Regions from separate parts of the Mus musculus genome. Here region 2 is linked to region 1. A link is a contact called in public HiChIP or PLAC-seq data. All regions are on one chromosome and are shown on one strand. Each heading gives the region's core, a stretch centred on a gene start, on an enhancer-like site or on the middle of the called end of the contact. The rest is flanking DNA. Distances are from core to core; before and after follow the strand shown.

Evidence for each region. HiChIP or PLAC-seq counts read pairs in DNA pulled down with a chosen protein or histone mark.
Region 2: an HNF4G HiChIP or PLAC-seq map of pancreatic cancer cells shows a contact between it and region 1. The contact joins two enhancer-like sites. A contact is called at or near these places in 3 of 39 promoter capture datasets (the C10 cell line and liver) and 1 of 115 datasets of contacts at active chromatin or transcription factors (pancreatic cancer cells).

What each region holds. Positions count from the first base shown.
Region 1 is chr9:34,965,373-34,972,789 of GRCm38.p6, reverse strand. The region is part of intron 4 of Kirrel3 (kirre like nephrin family adhesion molecule 3); the gene reads right to left. The region is part of intron 8 of Kirrel3os (a long non-coding RNA gene); the gene reads left to right. Among named protein-coding and RNA genes, the nearest start is that of Kirrel3os, 39 kb to the left of the region's middle. Within about 2 kb of position 2,694, at least 40 of the 459 cell types and tissues checked have an H3K27ac peak or open chromatin away from gene starts, as enhancers often do. A contact at or near this core is called in pancreatic cancer cells, where this site is marked.
Region 2 is chr9:35,132,496-35,139,912 of GRCm38.p6, reverse strand. Dcps (decapping enzyme, scavenger) reads left to right here. Exons shown (of 6, transcript NM_027030.2): 3 at 3,424-3,569. Among named protein-coding and RNA genes, the nearest start is that of Gm24262, 8.4 kb to the left of the region's middle. Within about 2 kb of position 4,297, at least 43 of the 459 cell types and tissues checked have an H3K27ac peak or open chromatin away from gene starts, as enhancers often do. A contact at or near this core is called in pancreatic cancer cells, where this site is marked.

The DNA of each region.
Region 1 (7,417 bases), core at 1,445-3,944:
ATGACTGTGAACATCCACTTCTGTATTTGCCAGGCACTGGCAAAGCCTCACAGGAGACAGTTATATCAGGGTCCCTTCAGCAAAATCTTGCTGGTGTATGCAATAGTGTTTGTGTTTGGTGGCTGATTATGGGATGGACCCCCGGGTGAGGCAGTCTCTGGATGGTCCATCCTTTAGTCTTAGCTCCTAACTTTGTCTCTGCAACTCCTTCCATGGATATTTTATTCCGTATTCTAGGGGGATATGTCTTAATGTCACTGGCAGCTCCTATGAAGAACATTAGCGTGACTGTGGCCAGAGTCATGAGCAACTTAAATCTACACAATTAAAAGTAACACTTGAATTTCACATTGGAATTGGTGTGTGTGTGTGTGTGTGTATGTGTGTGTGTGTGTGTGTGTGTGTGTGTGTGTGTGAGAGAGAGAGAGAGAGAGAGAGAGAGAGAGAGAGAACAGAACCAAGGCAGTTTCCCTTCCTAAATCTGCTTCAGACTCTTATCATTAATTTGCATCCCCCAGATACACTTAGGAGACTAGGGGGCAGGGAGGTCTGTGCAGCAGGCACCTACCATTGGGCCTGTCCAGGAGACAGGAAGCTGTGAATAGACTAACCAGGGCTCTCCAGTTCCCAGAAGTCTGGCTGTTGTTTTGAGGAGTAGAAAGAACATTTGGCCTTGGTTGGAATGTCACACTGTTCCTGACTGTGTGGCCATGGCTAGGTCTCACTGAGCCTGGCTGGGCTGCAAGAAGCCAGAAGATGGACTATTTGTTGGGAAGGACTGGTGTGCAGGTTCTAGAAGATGGCATATGTAAATGCTCAGTGGGGCGCGGTTAGTGTCTATCCCTACTCTCTGGCTTCTTTCCTCCTGGGCAGTGGTTCTGCCTTCAGTAGCTCCGCCCAGATGGTGAGCCAACACTCAAAGCCAGAAGTAGGCTTTGGGCTAGACAGGAAGAGCCTGTGCTTTCTACCTGAGCCCACGGTTGGGAGGAGGTAATTCAAATGCTACAACACAGGGGTGATATACAGATGCTGCAGAATCCACTGGCCACCTGCCCTTGGTAGGTTGCCAGGTGTCCCCTCGGACAGTGAGGTAAAGCTGTGGATACCGTGTCCATCTCACAGCAGAGAGAATGGGCACCTGGGATTGTCCTGAACCTGAGTCCCAAGGATGGACCCGAGTGCTCAGAGCACTGCTTCTTGGGCTGTAGGTGGACTGTCACTTCTGGGAACTTTAGTGTCTACCCCTGAGAGTGGACAGGACAGGAAGTGCCATCTGAAGGATTTGGGGCTTTGCACAGAGTTGCAGGAGATGTGGGGGCTCCTCACATCCCTTCCTGTTAGGCAGGCTGTGAGTGAGCTCAAGATCCTGGGGCTCTGGATGAAGGCTCCCCTCTCTGCTTCCCTCAGGGCTGGTCTTTGGCCTTCCCACGATGTTCTCTCATCAGATAAGGCCATCGAAGGGCACCCTGCCCACATGCATCCCACAGAGAGGCTCCTGGTGCGGCAGAGTGGTTGACAGCAGGGAGTACACTTCCTCTCCTATCTGGATTAGGATAGATCAGGAAATTTTCCCAGGAACTTTAAGTGACATGTCTAAGTCCACACAGCAAGTTCGATTTGAAGAGATGAATTCAGAATCAGACTTCTATTTTCTTACTTGCCTTCCTTGAGACAAAAACCCCTTCCCATCCCGTGCATGCTTCAGTTTCCTCATGGCTCATAAAATACACGAATAGCTTACAGATGGGCATCTGGGCACTGAGTGGTCTTTATATAGAGAAGCGTTGTCTGTCCAGTCTACTCCTCACTGATAGGAGAGGGAGGTGGACTTAGGATGTAGCATAAAAGACTCAAGTTAGACAGCAGCAAGTACTGTTGGAAACCCAGCAGAAGGGAGAGAGGCCCAACCCCTCCTTTTTTCCCTCTAGCGCTTATTGGTTTGTTGGGGGTGAGTTGGACGCTACATGGTAACAGGAGTCTGAGGCAGGGGGATGAATTTGGTGGCTTCTCAGCGTCCTCCTCAGCTTCTGTTCACTTGTAGGGTGCTCATTAGCTTTTCTAGAGTCACTGGCCTGCTCTGAGTCAGTCTCTGATCTTGGCAAGTTGCTTCTGTTTGTAGAGGAAAAGGGGCAGAGGTGGGTGGAGGGGCTAAGAAGGGAGGGGCAGCCATGGAGGATATAGTCTGAGGCTTCTGGAGTCTCTGCCAGGCTGCTATGGGGAAAAGGCCACTCCCTTACCCCTCGGTTTCTTTGACTCCATTTCAAACTCTAATTAACAGCTTCCCAATAGGGCTTCCCTGCTTGTGGCTTGTGCTTCAGTGCCTGTCCATCACCATCCTGGTGGCTCGGTGGGCTGGCAGGAGAGACTGGCTTCTTCCCTGCCAACTTGGAGACTCCCTGACCTTCCCCATCACCCTTGCTGGAGAAGTGACCGAGAAAACTAACAGAGACCTACCTCCATGTATGACACTGACATTGTCCTTTCAGTAATGAGTGACACCAGGAAAATACGGGCGCAGGAAGGAATGAGGTCAGACACAAAGCAGAACTTCCTAATACTGTGATTTGTGGGTAGCAAGGGACAGGCATTTGTCCTGGTGCATGCTTCAGCTGTCTGTTCTGTCCCCATGTCCCAGAGGCAGCTCAGTGGAAGCAGAGACTGCTTAACCCAGAAACAGTGGGAATCTGAGTTGGAGCCTGAGTCACAGGTCCACATGATTCCCTCAGGCCCTGTGCTCATAGTTTTCAATGCCCCATTTGCACAAACAATGACTGCCAGTTGCCAGTCAAGACACACCCACCCTCAGATCCTTTTCTGGTTCAGACTATGGGCAGCAGCCTGACATCTCTGCTTCTACTTGAGGCTCGGAGCAGGGGAGACAGTGAGACATTCGTCTCAGGCATGAAATTTAACAGCACACACCTAACCTCTGGAATGCAGATACATGTCCTAATACAAACTTTTAAAACAGCTGCCCCCCAAACCCCCAGAATTCACAGCAACAAAAAAAGCACAATTAAACGAAGGCAGAAAGCTGAAGTCACTGTAGGTGCTAAAGGGGGTCATCTGATTGGGTGAAACCTACAGAAGGTTCCAGTGGGAATGAGGTTAGCAAGTGGGATTGGTATTGTGAATTTTGCAACCATTCTAGCTGGGAAAACTGAACTAGCTCATTCAATTTTTGCTGTAAACACAATACTTAAGTTTAAAATAAGGTTCTGAATTTTAATATATTGGCTTTAATACTCTTTTGCTTTGTTTTGTTTTTTGAGACAGGGTTTTTCTGTGTAGCCCTGGCTGTCCTGGAACTCACTTTGTAGACCAGGCTGGCCTCAAACTCAGAAATCTACCTGCCTCTGCCTCCCAAGTGCTGGGATTAAAGGCGTGCATCACCACGCCTGGCTTTTGGCTTTAATACTCTTAAGACTACTTTAATGTTCATGAAAAGAAAATTACCTATTAGGAGGATCTCTGAGTCTCACTTCCAGGGCCTCTGCTCCCACTGGTAGACTCTGGGAAGGCTCATTGTTAAGACCCCAGTGTTGTTTGTTTAGAAGACCCTGACTATTCATTTGCAGTCTTCTCTTTCTCTCTCCGACTATTCACAGCCCTTACTGCTTCCCTCAACCTCCCACTGCTCTGCACCATGGTTGTCTACAACCAGTGTGTGTATGTGTGTGTGTGTGTGTGTGTGTTGGGGGGGAGAGACACAGGACCTCTGCCTGCAGATGAGCATGACCATGCTGTGTGAGGATCAAGTGACTGCTGTGAGTGTAGGTATGTGAGTGGTGTTGATGTGGGTTAGCTTGACCACTGCCTGTGTGGGTTAGCATGTCTAGACAGTATGAGGTTGTGTGTATGAGTGAGCCATCTCTTGAGAGGAAGCTCTGAGCTCTTGTAGGGCCCATCTGGCTGCTCGTATTAGGGACAGCAGCATCGAATGATGAATATGAGGCATCAAGTGGCCTTGTGTCCTCAGAGTGTCACTGCAGGACTGGATCCCTGTTGCTGTTACATCAGGACTACAAGGAGAGCTCAGAGCCAACTTCTGGCCCATCAGAGCCCTGTAGGTGACCTTTGTCACACAGGCTTCCTTGCTGTTACTGAACAGTGTTTCAGGGCCCATGTATCATGGAGTGCCTTTCTGGAACCATTCTTTCTCCAAATGCTTGCTTGGCTTACCCTTAACTTCCACAGGTCTCTCTGGTCATGTTACTCAGAAAGGTCTAATCTGATTATCCATATGATCTGGCACCATGCCACCTCTCACCTCCTTGTCTTTTGTGTTTGGGTTTGTGGCCCTCATTATAGCATAAGATAGCATCCTTCTGTCTCCTTGTGTTAGAAGCAGCTGTGAGATCATATTTTTCTACTCATTGTTACATTCCTAGCTGAGGGTGGTCATGGCATACAGTAGGTGCTTAATACAGGCACTTTAGTTGCTAACTTTAGGGAAGGGGAAAATGGCTTTCCCTAACCATTTTTCCCTAACCATTGGTTTTCTTATCAGCATGTGAGTGTCCGGACATTAGCCCCATAGGAACTGTCTCAGCGCACACTATGTCCTATGGTCTCTGATGTGCATCAGGTTGTCACTTTATGCTTCTGATGGCTTTCATATGCATGGTTTTAGTTCATGTACCTGGCGTTCCTGGAGGGAGGCTGTTAGGACCCTGTTAGGCTCACAGGGTGGCTGAGAGATGCCCCAGCTTTGCTTAAGCTGCAGCCAGAGCCTAGCTGGAGAGCAGTCCTCCTGGAGCCAAGCATCACCCTCTCTTGTCCTCTCGGGTGGTCCTGGCCGTCAAGATGATGTATGTTCTTTGGGGCCCATGCTTGGGCGGTTGCTTTGGAGGTGGCCGTGCAGATCTCCAGTCTCTCTGGGCTGGGCACTATTCCAGTTGTCAGCTACTGTGCTGTCACTGCTCTTGATTACTTTCCAATGAAGGATGATTATAATAAAGGACATTAATCAGGGAGCATGGTAGCTCGTGCTTGGGGGTTCTCCAGCCTGCTTTTGTTGGAGCTCAGGGTGGCTTAGTTCATTTCTAACAAGAGGCAGGAGGGAATGCCTGTTCCTAAAGTAGAGTTAGGAGGACCAGGTCTAAGAAAGGGCCCTAGCAGCTGAGATATTGGCAGTTGTGCTGGGACACTGGCTCTCTGAACCCAAGTGAGTGAAACCAAACTGAATCAGGTTAAGTCAAGCCAACCAAACCAAACCAAAGCATGCCAAAAGGAACCAACAAGCTCTGCTTTGTGGCATTTTCAGTTACTCTGCTGTGATTGCTACCACTATGGCTAATTCCAGGAACCAATATGTTGTCCCTGGAGGAAAGTTGGGCAGAGATGGATGCTGCCAGTGTCTATAAGCCACACCCCCACACAGTGCCTCTGATTTCTTTTCAGAACTTTCCAGTTCATAAAGCATTGATCGTGTTCAGATCTCACCTGTTGCATAGCAACACTTTTGGATGGGCAGCTATCATTAGGCTCATTCTTTTCAAATGATAAAACTAAGGCTTCCAAAGACCACGTGAGGCAGGAAGGGAGGAGAGAGGGGAGGAAACAAAGCTAGTGTGGGAAAGTGTGATGGAAATCCTTCCTCGCCGAGCCTTCCTTTCCCTCTCCCAAGATTTACTGGAGTTTTTCATCTAATAGGGTCAACTCTGGGTTCCAGAGCATACAGGGTGTTGCTGCCGAGGTTGAGGTTCCCTCAGTTTGTGGGTGACCTTGGAGATCATTCATTTGCTCAGTGATCTTCCTAAGGAGGGCTAGGAATTGTGTGATTTGGAAATATAGGGACAAAGAATCACAGTTTCTGACTATCGAAGGCTCTATCTAGCTGGAGGAGAGATGCCCAGGACAAGCGCAGTTAGTGCTATGACAAAGAAGAGCATCCGTATGCTCATCCCTGGCTCTTCCGAAGGCCAGGGAGGATGGGGAGGCAGGCTGAAGCCAGGCTGGAGCTGGTTGGTGGAACTGGGGTGGCGGTGGGATGCAGTGCTCCATGTGGAAGAAGCTGAGTTAGGTGTAAACACCCAGGGAAGAGGTTATCAGGCTTGTGTAGGCAGTTGGGGATTTGAAGCTGCAGACCTGGGCAAGTCTTGAGATAGACATAATTCTCCTGAGGGAGGGGAGGAGCTCTGCTTCTATACTGGGTTGTCCTCAAGGCCTCTACATGTCTGCCTTTTTGGGAATCCATGATTGTGAACATGCTGTTTCTGTAAGTTTGCTCTCAAGTACCCGAGAGACAGTGTGGTGGTGCTGGTCTAACCAGCCAAGACCATAGCTGAGTGCGAGACCTTTGCACATTAATTGCCCTTAAGTTCCTGGCTTCCAAGGCCCAGTAGATTGGATTGGAATACTTGGAACCTTTGCTTTGGTTTCTGCCCAAGACCCTGGTCACTGAAAGGGCAAGCGTGAGGTGTGTATCTCATAGACACTCATGTTTAGACTCTGGTGACAAAATGCTGTGGTTTGGGGGTCACCAAGGCAGATCACCTGTTAGAAAGGGCTGAACAGGGATGGACATACTCAGAGGGATGACGGGAGAAGGGTTGAGGCAAACCCTACTCTGCTTTGCAGAACCTTCCTTTCCTCCTTGTTCATATTTGAGAAGAACACTGGTTTAGATGCACTGCAGACCACTCCTGTTCTGGGAAGTTCATAAGTAGGAATTGCACATGGTCTTTGGAGCCCTAAGCAGCCAAGTAAGAAGTCAGCTCCCCTGTGATAGTTTGAATGAAGATGGCTCCCATAGGCTCATATATTTGAATACTTGGTCCTCAGTTGGTGGAGTTGTCTGGGAAGGTTTAGGAGGTATGGCTTTGTTGGAGGAGATGCGTCACTGAGGTTTCAAAAGCACACACCATTTCCAGCCAGCTTTCTCTGCATCAAGATGTGAGCTCAACGCTATTGCTCAAGCCCCATGCGTGCCTGCTTATTACCATGTGTTCCACTATGACAGCCATAGGCTCTAACTCTCTGAAACTGTGAGCCCCCAATTAAATGTTTCTTTTTTTTTTAATACGTTGTCTTGTTCATGGTATTTTATCACAGCGACAGAAAAGTAACTTAGATATGCCCTAAAGCCTTGTGTTGAAAAGATTATTCAGTGTGGTGCAGCTCCTGCCTAGCAGCTCCGGGTGTGCTTGTGATATCTCCCAGTATAGGCACCACACTGGGGAGGAAAATGGACTTTGGTATGGCCCTGGCCCCTCTTGCATGTGGCAGCAAGGATACTTCACTGTTAGTCCAGACCAACAGTCTCATTCATTCATTCATTCATTCATTCTCTCTCTTCCCCCTTCCCCCAATCTGTCAGGCTACAGTGACCACTTTGACAACTCAACAGCCATGTGGCCCTGTCCCCAAGAGTGACTGGATCTTTCCTCTGCTTTTCAGCATTAGCTCAGAGTCC
Region 2 (7,417 bases), core at 3,048-5,547, 170 kb before region 1:
GAGAATAGACAAAGGAGGGCCATAGACTCTGACCAGGCTGCCAAGCTGACCTGAAATCCAAGGGAGGCAAAGAAGCTTCAAGAATCCCTGCTGTGGGGATCTGGCTGGCAGTGGGAACTGTAACCGTGTGCCTAGAGAGAGAGCACTTGTCAACTCAGCGGGAGGTGGCCCAAATGTGGGTGCAGCAGGAAAGGGGGTGAATGAACTAACTGGGCTGTGGCCTCACACTAGCATGCAGGGCTCCAAAAACCCCTGTGGGGTTCCAGCAGCTTCTGGGGAAGGAAGGCCAAAGCCTGGGGGGTTTCTCCATGCTGAGGTGGGTGGAGGACAGGTGAGGGCTGGCTCGGTGAGATTCCTGTCTCCCTGCACCCTGGGTGGCTGGGCCAGATCCTTGACAAGCCTGGGCAGACTAGGGCTCACTCTCTGGAACCCCAGGAGCCCCAGGCTACCTGCCCTGGGCCGTGCGTCCTCTGCCAGCTGAATCAGGCTGTTTTCCAGTGTCAACCTCCTCTTTGTTCCAGGATCTCTCCCCAACTCTGAGAGAGTTCCCTTGCCAAGGCCCATATCTCTCTCTCTCTCTCTCTCTCTCTCTCTCTCTCTCTCTCTCTCTCTCTCTCTCTCTCTCTCTCTCTCTCTCTCTCGGTGTGTGAGAAAGTTCCTGAATGTCTCCCACCCGCTGGCTGGTGTAGTTCTCATACCAACACTGCCAGCATAGTGCCGTTATCACCGTCAGTTATATAGGTGAGAGAAATTGAGCAACAGAGAGGGTTGGCCGCTTGCCCTTGATCACACAGCCAGTGGATGCAGACTCCGGGGTTGTACCCAGGCTACTCGGCCCAAACTTCTATTCTCATCCTCTACCTTGCACTACAGATGTTATGTCATTTTCCTCAAGGCCCCGGAAAGGTCCAGGGTGCCCTTCAGTCTCTTTTACAAAGTCTCTTGGCTCTTGAGATTCATGTGCCTGGTGTCTGACCATGGGTTATTAGAGAGTCGTGAAGAGTGAAAAGCAAGAGTTTCTTTCCAGAAGGTTGTGAAGATCTTGTGCCTTATTTCCAGGGTCAGGTCCAGAGAATGAGACTTAACTCCCCTGGTGATCCAGACGGCATGCTTTACTCAATGCTAACAGCAGCTGAGAGGCAGCTTTTGTGTTCACCGTTTTTAACAGTCGAACAATCTGAGCCTCTAAGAGGCCATATGATCAGGGTCACCCAGCAGAAAAGGTAAACTATTTGGCTACTCTGATCCCATACTCGGGGCTCTCCACCATGCCACCCTGTCTCAGAGGCGATGGAATGGGTGTGTGCTTGGTGTGTCACCTGCATATGGCAACCGAGCTTTAGAAGAACTGGGTTGCCATCTTGAAAGACCACTTCAAGCTAAAGTGGCCTTTGTTCCAGTCTTGCCTCTGCTGTGTCCTCAGCAGCACACTGGATGAGCTCTGAATTCCCACCGCTCTCCCTCTCATTCACGCAAGTACAGGAGAACCATCTGCATCCTCAGAGCCAGTGTGAAAGTGCAGGCTGCTGGTTCGCAGCTGGGTGCTGATGTAAGTCTCAGGGAATGTTATTCCCTGGATGATCGGACCTGAGTCCCACAGAGAAAGCGTGTGGGGCTCTTTAGAAACATCCAGCTGATTTTGCAACACCAGGTCACCATCCTTCCCTCCCCCAGTAACCTTTGTTCAGGCACCAGCTGTGCCACATGTTATCGACAGTAGTGACCTAACCATAGCCAGGTGGTGCTAGACCAGAGCATTCGAATGTAGTCTGCTCAGGAAAATTATAGGATTTCTCCCCGACCCCTCCAGACACGGTTTCTCTGTGTAACAGTCTGGGCTTGCCCTGGAACTCACTCTGTACACTAGACTGGCCTCAAACTCACAAGAGATCTTGCCTGCTTAGACTAAGAGTGTGAGCCCGCACACTGGGCTCAGGATTTCTTGATTATTAAAACTGATATTCTAGCACTTGGGAGACAAAGGCAGGATCTCCACAAGTTCAAATCCAGCCTGATCTATTTAGTGATTTCTAGGCCAGCCCTAGGCTACAAAGTGAAAGTGTATCAATTAGACAGACACACAAATAAACAAACATTCTGCCCTAGTTAGGGTTGCTATTGCTTTGTTGAAACACCCATCACCAAAAACAAGTTGGAGAGGAAAAGGATAATTTGTCTTAAACTTCCACAGCAGTGTTGATCATGGGAGGAAGTCAGGATAGAAACTCAAATAGGGCAGGAACTTGAAGTCAGGAGCTGATGCAAAGGCCACGACGGGGTTCTTCTTGCTGGCTTGTGCCCTGTGGTTTGCTCAGCCTGCTTTCTTTGAGAACCCAGGACCACCAGCCAAGGGGTGGCATCACTTTGACCCTCCCCCATCAATCACTAATTACGAAAATGCTGGATCTTATGGAGGTGTTCTCTCAATTGAGGCTAGAAAACTATCTAGCACAATTGACTCATTGTCAACTTGACACACGCACCACTGTTAAGCTATAGCCTCTCCTTTCTTGATTGTCCTCAAGGTCACAGATTAATAACACTGCAATATAAAATATTTTACAAGCTTAAAAATCCCACAGTCTTTACAATTCAAACACTTTTAACATTCCGAAGGATGGTTTGGAAATCTCTACAGACATTTGATTGTTCCAGAGGAAGGGGACACTAGCATCCAAGCTGAGGCTAGGCTACTGCAGAATTAGACACGATACAGTACACTGCGCCATAGAGCCATCCAAGCCAGAGTCATTGATGGTGCTACCCGAGAAACCTGGATTCAACATCTAACGAGTTGTGTGCTTATTTGTGTTACCACAGTGTGTGCAGAGGTCAGAGACCAGCTTGCAAGAGTTGGTTTTCTCCATCTACCATGTGGGTTTAAATTCAAGTTATCATGTGCCTTTACCCCATCAGCACTTCTGAAGTGCTCTATAAGCAGCAGACATTGCTCTAAGAGCTTCTCAGGTAACTGACTCACTTCATATATAACATAAGAACTGTTGCTGTCTTCACTTGGTAGATGGTAACACAGAAGTTAAGTAACTAGACCAAATTCCCAACTGGGAGCCACAGTCCTACTCGGAGCGAGTGAGAAGCAGGCACGGGTAGGCCTTAAGCCCAGACAGCCTGGCTCCAGAGTCCACACTGAGCCACTAAGCTACTTAAGGGAGCCACTAAGACTCAAGCTATACTGCCTGCTTTGCATCCAGAAAGCCACATGCCTAGCCATTCGCATACAAGAAGTGAGAAACTTTTGGTCACTCACTGTGCCTGAAACATGTGTTTAATATCATGAGGGGCCAGAGAACCAAGAGTAAAAGCTTTTTTTTTTTTTTTTTTTTTTTTTTTGGCCATGAATGTTGCTTACCTCGTGAATTTAATGGTCTTACTTTCTAATCAGACTGTGCTGTGTTGTTGTAGATATAAAAACAACTGTGGTGTACCCTGCCACAGAGAAACACCTGCAAAAATACATGCGTCAGGACCTCCGCCTGATCCGAGAGACTGGAGATGACTACAGGACCATCACCTTACCCTACCTGGAATCCCAGAGCCTTAGCATCCAGGTGACTGACTGCCAAGTCTCATACACTGTCCTGAAGCTAGTTTGTCTTTTCGCAAGCCCCTGTTGGGGTCGTCCCAGAAATAGTACACAAATACCCAAGGGCCTGGACAGTCTGTGTGACTGTGAGGCTGCAAAGAGGAGTGTAGACGGACTCTGTGGGGTAGAGCTGCCTGGTGTGGGCTGGTTGCCCTTTTATTCAGGACAGTCAGTGCAGGCTTTGTGATCTTTTGCCCTTTATGAGGTACTGGGGCTTGCTACTGATGTTCTCTGAGAAGTCCATCTCACCGGGGAAATGTTATCTGCTCTGTAGTAGCCCTGGACAGCCTCTGACTGTGTCCTCACTAAAGATCTGTGAGTGGGTAAAAGCCTTCTGTTGGGCTAGATGACCTTGATCCAGCCTCTTATCCCCCTAGTCTTTCCTGTAGCAATCCAGCCTGCAGGAGCCAAGTCTTGGAGCGAACACTTCCTGTCACTCAGTCCCCCTTGTGTTCGTTCCACAGCAGGCTGTATTCTGTCGTCCCCAGTGTGTGTTTAGTATAGACCTGTGTATACAAAGGTGACAGAGTGATGTGGCTGAGCCAGATACAGGATGCTTAGCTCAGATATCCTGGCAGTTCTTTGGGTTTAGGCCCAGTGCCAACCAGAGCCTCTGCCTGGAATTAGCCCCATGTGGCTACTCACAGTTAAATATGATTGATGCATATTGATGAGTCACTTCCTTGCCCACTCACTGGCTTCAGTGGCTCCCCACTGTCGCTCACGGGCGTTCTCTTTGGGCCCTTTTTATCCTCCTTCCAGACTCAGGGGTACATGGTAGAGAGTATTCTTAGGTGGGAATACACAGCCATTCCTCTTGAGTTCAGAAGTGGGAGGCTGCTGTTCTCTCAGTTGTAAGGGAGAGAAGTGAGGAGGCGGGAGACGTTGTTCCACTCGGGAGGCCATGTGCTGAGACCGGGCAGTCCAGCCGGTGCCCCCCACCTCGCCCCCCAGCAGCGTTTGCTCACAGATTCCTTCGGATCAAGGTCTTTTATTTTCTCCTCTCTTTTGTAAAAATCAAGGCAAGGTGTCCTAGTTTCCTTTCCGCTGCTATGATTAAAATATCCTGATATAAAGCGACCTGGGGTGGGGCTATTTTAGCTCACAATTCCAGCTTCACAGTTCCCCACAGCTCATCATTTTGGGGAAGTCACAGTGTCGGGAGCCGAGACAACCGGGCACATCACGCCCACAGGTAAGAGCGGAGAGGATGAGTACCTGCATGCTGACTGCTCGGCCAGCTTTCTCAGCGTTTGCTCAGTCCAGGGCCCCAACCCAGGGAGCGGGCCCCACCCATATTCATCAGTGAAATCACTTAAGACAGTTCCCTACAGCAGTGGTTCTCAACCTTCCTAATGCTGTGATCCTTTAATGCTCCCTCATGCTGTGGTGACCCCCACCCCAACCCCCAGCCATAGCATTACTTGGCTGATACTTCATAACAGTAATTTTGCTATTGTGAATTGTAAATAGCTGATATGCGACCCCCCTGAAAGGGTCATTCAACCTCCAAGGCGGTTGAGAAACAGCTGCCATACAGGCATGCCCACAACCTGCTCTAGACGAGTCCTCATTGACACTCTCTCTGCCTAGGTGATTTTTTTTGTTGTATCAAGTTGACACTTAAAACTGTAACAACCACACAAAGTCTCGTGTAGCTCAGGTTGGCCTCACACAGCTCAGGTTGGCCTCATACTCACTATGCAGCAGAAGATGACCTTGAACTTCAGATCTTTCTACTCCTCCTGCCCCTTTTCCCAGATGCTAAGGTCACAGGTGTATATTTCCACACTCAGTGTATGTGGTATTAGGGATTAAACATGGGGCCTTATTCATACTAGGCAAGCATTCTACCAGAATCTGTACATCCCCACCCTCTTTCTTTAAAAGAAAAAACAACAACAACAACAACAAAACGGGTATTTGTTCTGTCTTCTGAGTGGAAAGGAAGTGTCTCTACATTCGTAAATAACTTCTGTGGAGGATCCTAGAGGGACCTTCTAGAACTTGCGTTCTGTGGGGCTGTTTGTACATATCTGGGATTCGAGAGGAGAGGCCCTCGTCTAGTTGACATGAGTCGTGTAACTACCTTACTGTGCACCATTACCCAGTTCTTCTTGTAAACAAACGTAGTTCAGCAGAACTCCTTTCTTTCAGATCTGATTGACACAAGCTTCCCGAGTAACTGGCAGCCGTCTCTGTATGATTGAGTATCTGCCGTGCAGGGCTTTAAGGAGGCTCCAGCTGACAAGCTCTTGCTAGTGGCCACAGACTGTCAGGGGAGAGGGACATGCAGGTAGACAGTTGTGATAATGACACATGCCCACTGGTGGGCTATGTGAGCATAGTGGTGATGCAGTGAGAGGGACCAGTACAGACTTGGGGTCACAGAGGGGTGCTGAGTTCCAGGGACTATAGAGAAGTTGTATTGATGTGACGAGGCACTGGTAACTCAGGGCTCAGTGAGGACAGCCCTGAGTGGCCGGGAGGAAATCTGTGGATTGTATTCAGAAGACTGAAAGTTCACAGGCAGTGGGAAACATTCTTTTTTTTTTTTTTTTTTTTTTAAAGATTTATTATTTTATGTAAGTACACTGTAGCTGTCTTCAGACACACCAGAAGAGGGCGTCAGATCTTGTTATGGATGGTTGTGAGCCACCATGTGGTTGCTGGGATTTGAACTCTGGACCTTTGGAAGAGCAGTCAGGTGCTCTTACCCACTGAGCCATCTCACCAGCCCGGAAACATTCTTAAAAATAGCAGCAGCAGACTATTTTGTATCTTCTGTCTGGCCCTTCAAGGACTAAAACTGGGGCTTACGCTTTCTATTCTTAAGTTTTGACATTTTATTTTTTGTGTTTTATTTTATGTCTATGTGTGTGCACACATGCACACACCATAGTGCACAGGTGTAGCTCAGAGGATTACTTGTGTGCTCTGGGGATGAGACTTAGTCATCAAGCTTGGCAGTAAGTGCCCTTGTCTATAAGCCGTCTTGACAGCCCCACATGTACATTTAATACATCTATGCTCTTCATTTATTTTTCCCTGCCATGGGTATAGGTGTGTGGTGTGTGTGCACATCTGTATACATGTTTGAATCTATGTAGGTGCGCATGTGTGCCGATGCAGGTGCACATGCCTCATGTACTTGTGGAGGCCAGAGGTTGATGCTGGATGTTTATTTCCTGACTTGAGAGCATGTAGATTCAGCTAGGGTAGCTAGCCAGCTTGCCTTGGGCATTCCTGACCTCAGTCTCCTGAGCACTGGGATAGACTACCAGCCCCTTTTGATTGGGATCCTAGGGATCTCAACTCCGATTGGCCCTTCTGCTTATGTGGTCAGTGCTTGATCTCCTGCGCCATTTTTTCCAACTCTAAATATCTGTGATGTTTCTAAGGATGTGGATAGTGTGATCGAATTGAACAAATGCAAATGGAGCAGGACTAGAAACCAGCATGGATCCAAAGCAGGGAAGGACAAGGTGCCACTCAGGAGGAGGCTCCAGCTGGGTTTCAGGGCTCAGAATGGTGATTCAGAGAGGAAGGACTGTGGGGTGACCCCGGGTCCTACCAGAGTGAAGAGTGCACAGTGGAGTCTGCATTCACGAGGGCAGGATGTTGACCACTACGGGAGGGAAGCTTGTGTGGAAGACAGCATGCTCAGTTTGGGGTTTATTGTGCACATCCTAGGTGCCAGAAACTGTTGTAGGCATTTTACATACATTACCTCAGATCTTCACAAGACAGAAAACCATGCCGTCTGGTTCCAGTATCCGGGTTCTTAGAAAGTTACTCTGTCTGGTTCCTGAA